2 separate regions of the Mus musculus genome follow, and region 2 is linked to region 1. The links are chromatin contacts, called in public HiChIP or PLAC-seq maps. All regions are on one chromosome and are shown on one strand. Each heading gives the region's core, a stretch centred on a gene start, on an enhancer-like site or on the middle of the called end of the contact. The rest is flanking DNA. Distances are from core to core; before and after follow the strand shown.

Region 1 (2,509 bases), core at 4-2,503:
GATTCAAGCGCCATCCAACTACTCAGATCGGTTCTGCCTCACTCTGCCGCCTCCCTGTTGCTTGTCCTCGTCTAGCTTCTTATTCTCTGATACAATATGTCCTGGTTGCTTTTATTCAACAAAATGAACTTCCCCTTGTCTTCTTCCTCCCTCCCAGCCAAATGCCTTTGAAACAGAGTTGCATGCCTTCGGTGACCCCAACTTCTCCTTCCTCCTCATCAAACAGCATCCTGATACAGGCTTTCCCTGACAAGGAGACAGTGTTGACCAAGGCTACAAATGATGTCATTGTTTCCAAAGCCCGCAGATACAGCCCTGGTATCTATGCATTTATTGTAAGAATTATAATTATTGTAGCAATTTTTCATTATTTAAAAAGCTACAAATATACTTCTGGTCAAGGTGATACCAGTATAAATCACTATGTGGCACCTATTCTTCTATAAAGATAATCAGGGCTTAAACTCGAGTGTGTGTGTGTGTGTGTGTGTGAGAGAGAGAGAGAGAGAGAGAGAGAGAGAGAGAGAGAGAGACTGTGCTCATGTTGTGGAGGTCAGAGGATAACTTGCAAGAGTTAATTCTCTCCTTTTATTATGTGACCCCCGATGGTTAAAGTTACGTTGTCAGGCTCTGGAGCAAACAGCCACTAAACCACCTTATCAGCCCAGTGAGGTCTATACTCCTCAGAGCACACAGATGCAAGGCTTTGTGGCTGCTGGTTTGGAAACACAGCTAATGAACATGTTGTCAACCCCCAGATCAAGAGCGTCACCTGACAATTCGTGTATTTTATGAACAAAAGGCACAGGGTATTTTAAAGGAGTGAAGTTTGCAAATTCCAGGTTGTTTGGGTTTGATACGAGAGTTTTAAGAGGAAAAACACATCTAGGAATCCCAGCAGACAAGGTTGGGCCACCCATCCCAGCACACCTATGTCTGGCAAAAGCAGAAAGGGAGATTCAATCCACTTGGCCATATTGGGAAGAACAGATAGGGTTATAAATACCCCGAGTCCACTTTGGGTAACTGTTATAAACTTTAGGTTTACAGGAAGAATTTGAGCTGAGGGCAGGAGGTGTGTACAAGGAAGCACGTCTGGCTAAGGTCTGGCTGGCTGGTCACTGTCCTGTTTGTGGACACACAGGGGTTTGAATGGAAACTGTCCCCATGTGCTCATGAGTAGAACACATGGTCCTTAGTCGGTGGTGCTGTGTGTAAAGGCTCTGGAGGGACAGATTGACCACGGGAAGTGGGTTACTGAAGGCAGGGCCTCAGGGCTCACAGGCCAGCTCCCCTTCTGGTCTACTTGCTGCTTCCTCAGTATGGTTGCAACATGACTAGCCAGCTCCTTCCCCTGCCACCATGTCACACATGATGGATTATATCCACAGTAGCCAAAAGTAAACGTTTTCCTCACTCTTTTTTTTTTTTTTTTTCTGGTCTGAGTATTTTATTACAGTAACAGAACACTAAGACACTTGATGGCCCTACTTCTCAGTGAAGAAGAACAGAAGTGAGATTCCTTTAGAGAGATCTACTCTTTGTCCCCGCCCCCTAGCAGGGGACTCAATAGTAAGTACTGGGACAGAAACTGACAGAAGACAGAGAGATACCTTCCTGGGGCAGGTGGTGATGGGCAGGAAAGCCAGCTGGCACATACAGCTGGAGGGAAGCTGTGCATGGCTTTGAAGGGCAGCAGCCTTGGCACTTCTCTCGTGATTTTGAGAGTGAACACTTCCCAGTACCTGGCAAGGATGACATCTGAGAGCAGAACTTCTGACTTCCAATGCTCTTCTCCTTCATCCTGCAGGAACATCTCCTTGATTTCCCTGTGGCCACACTGTGTCTTGTCTTCACTTGCTTGACTCACATATGAATGCTATAAGGTTCCTGAGGCCCCAAGGCTGCTCCCAGCCAAGCAGGTGGCCTGTGTGAGGGAGGGATGGACCTGCACCTGGAGCAGTGGGCCTGCACCTGGAGCAGTGGGCCTGTACCTAGAGTGATGGGCCTGCACCTGGGGCGATGGGCCTGCACCTGGGGTGATGGGCCTGCACCTGACCCAGCTGTTGAGAGAATGGAAAGGGCAGCAGCTTGTTCTTTCATCCTCAGCTGACAAATCACAGCAGCCCTTGACATCTTTATGAAGAATATAGCTTCCTAAGGATTCAGAGGCAAAGATACCATCAAAAGGGAGGGGATATTAGCAGCCAAGATGGTCAGCAAGCATGAGGAATCATAGCTGAGACCTGGCAGAGCCTGAAGGGTCTGCTGCTACATTTTTTTTTAAAGGAAAGCTTCCTTCCTTCCTTCCTTCCTTTCTCTGTCTCTGTCTCTGTCTTGCTTTTTTTTTTTTAAAGATTTATTTTATTTATATGGGTACACTGTAGTTCTCTTTAGACACACCAGAAGAGGGCATCAGATCCCATTACAGATGATTGTGAGCCACCATATGGTTGCTGGGAATTGAACTCAGGACCTTTGGAAGAGCAGTCAGTGATCTTAACCGCTG
Region 2 (2,509 bases), core at 3-2,502, 200 kb after region 1:
CCCTTTCCCCTGGACTGGACTACCTGGTCAGGTCTCAGTGGGAGACAATTAGTTTCCTTAGTCCTTAGTGCTTAGTCTTGCTGTGACTGGATGTCCTGGGGTGGGGATGGTAACCAAGGGGGACTTACCCTTCTCTAAGAAGAAGGGGAGGGGGAAGTGGGGAGAGGGATTTGTAGAGTGGATCTGGATGCAAAATGAATAAATACATAAATTAATAAAGAAATGTTTAGTTGCCCCAAGAGTACAGAAACAAACCACTACCAGTCACACAGCAGCTCGGATAAATTGTCCAGTCAGTGCGGTTGTCTGGCGTTGCTTGTTGAAAATGGTGGTGGTTTGCAAATCAATAGAAATAGCCCCACCTCCTTTAGCTTTGAAAAGTGTTTCTCCTTAAAATACTACTACCTTCTCATACCTTTGCGTTTCCATGGGACTTCTTTCTTGTCTCTTCACCTTCTCCAGGGAGCCTCCCTGGTTTCTCTACCCCTCCTTTGGGAAAACCCACCACCACTCTTGTCTGTGTCAATGTTTGGTTGGTTGGTTGGTTTTTGGTTTTTCGAGACAGGGTCTCTCTGTGTAGCCCTGACTGTCCTGGAACTCACTTTGTAGACCAGGCTGTCCTCGAACTCAGAAATCCGCCTGCCTCTGCCTCCCGAGTGCTGGGATTAAAGACGTGCGCCACCATGCCCAGCATTGTCTGTGTCAACGTATACACACCTGCTCACTATGACTTTTTTTTTTTTTTAGGAAAACATCATATTTTATCTGTTTTTTGATGCACATGTCTTCTTCCTTTAATGATTCAAGGTGGTATCTTAGACAGAATGGTAAGAGGAAGCAAGGGAGGAGTTCTATGGGGGGAGACATTGTCACACTCACCCTAAACACACAGTACTTGGAAAGTGAAGAAAATGTTAGGTGGCATTGTACCCTGGGGAAAACAGTAAAAAGGGAGACTGTTTTAAAGGCAGAAGTACACAGAAATTGGCAATGAGAAAATAAACCACGAAGGAATAAGACAGGAGAAATAGATTCCTTGGTAGGAAATGTGCTGAGATAAACAGAGAATCAAACAGGGGTTTTAGTTGTTCTTTTTGTATGGTTTAGTTTTGTGTTTTAAGGCAGAGGGAATGAAAGGCAGAAGAAATGGCCAGAGAAGCATTTTTATAATCCCCTTAAGTCAATATGCTATGCCAACCAGAAGTACTAATTTGGACTTTGGGAAGTGGAGAATGGGGAAGCTCAACCCATGGCCAAAGGTAAGAGAACTGAGAAAAATGAATAGCGGGTAAAGAGGAAGAAGTGAGGGAAGTGGCCGGATCCTTTTTTGGTTATTGAAATGATTCCAAACGCAATCAGTTTTCAACAACTTTGCAGAATCAAAGGGGATGGAGGAAACCGCAGCGAAGGGAACTTGGAGTGCAAATGATATTTGTGTCACTAGCTACAATGGAATATTTGACTCTGTTCTCCAGCTCCTTCCACTTTCTGCCTTACCCTGATGGCAGCACAGACCCAAACAGCACCTGAAGACACGTGAGGCACCAGGCACTGGGTGCAAATCCACAGGCAAAGCTGGAAGCACTGCCCCGGGCTGGGGGTGGGGGCCGGGGCCGGGGGGCGTGTCTGGTACAGAGGAGGCTCCAAGCTCCAGCCCCAGCACTGTTTAAAAAAGAAAAGGGGAAAGTACAGAGTGGACCGTTTTAGCCAGAATTTGTAAACGTGTCATCGTGTAAGAACTTCTCAACCTGAACTTGCATGCGACCAATCTAGCAATGTCTGTGACCACCCTCAGCTTTTTCCACCCCATAATCCTTCCTCTTTTTCAAAACCGTCACAGACACATTCGCTCTTCTTTTACCTAGATTAACACGGCGTGTTGAGGTGTGTGCAGCTTCTTTCCCTTGGCCTTTAGACCTTCCTTCTCAGCCAGTTCTCTTGGCTCCTTCTGAGTTTTCATTGAAAATTTCTTTCTAGATCCTTCTCTTGAATTGGCATTCAGTGGGAGTCCATTCTGCACTCATTTCTTCTTCTTCTTCTTCTTTTTTTTTTTTTTTTTTTTTTTTTGGTTTGTTGAGTTTGTTGAGATAGGGTTTCTCTGTGTAGCCCTGGCTGTCCTGGAACTCACTTTGTAGACCAGGCTGGCCTCGAACTCAGATATCCGCCTGCCTCTGCCTCCCGAGTGCTGGGATTAAAGGCGTGCACCACCACGCCCCGCCTGCATTTACTTCTTGAAAAGTCACTATTTCCTCTCTCTCTCTCTCTCTCTCTCTCTCTCTCTCTCTCTCTCTCTCTCTCTCTCTCTCTCTCTCTCTCTCCCTCCCTCTCTCCCTCCCTCCCTCCCTTGTGTCATAATGATTATTCAAGGGCAGCTGACCTGCCAGGCTCTTCCTGCCACAAAATCCTCTCGACTACTTAGCATTTCAACATCTGCACAGACCTGGGCATCATAAACTTCACTTGTTCAAATGCTCTCACTGCCTTCTCCTCAAAACGTGTTTCCCAAAAT

What was found. HiChIP or PLAC-seq counts read pairs in DNA pulled down with a chosen protein or histone mark.
Region 2: a contact with region 1 is called in an H3K27ac HiChIP or PLAC-seq map of acute myeloid leukemia, with 4 times the contacts expected there. The contact joins two enhancer-like sites. A contact is called at or near these places in 6 of 115 datasets of contacts at active chromatin or transcription factors (acute myeloid leukemia, bone marrow-derived macrophages, embryonic stem cells and 1 more).

Annotation. Positions count from the first base shown.
Region 1 is chr5:53,336,703-53,339,211 of GRCm38.p6, forward strand. No RefSeq gene overlaps it. Among named protein-coding and RNA genes, the nearest start is that of Gm40303, 71 kb to the left of the region's middle. Within about 2 kb of position 1,254, at least 24 of the 459 cell types and tissues checked have an H3K27ac peak or open chromatin away from gene starts, as enhancers often do. A contact at or near this core is called in acute myeloid leukemia and bone marrow-derived macrophages, where this site is marked.
Region 2 is chr5:53,538,674-53,541,182 of GRCm38.p6, forward strand. No RefSeq gene overlaps it. Among named protein-coding and RNA genes, the nearest start is that of Gm40304, 7.2 kb to the right of the region's middle. Within about 2 kb of position 1,253, at least 50 of the 459 cell types and tissues checked have an H3K27ac peak or open chromatin away from gene starts, as enhancers often do. A contact at or near this core is called in acute myeloid leukemia and bone marrow-derived macrophages, where this site is marked.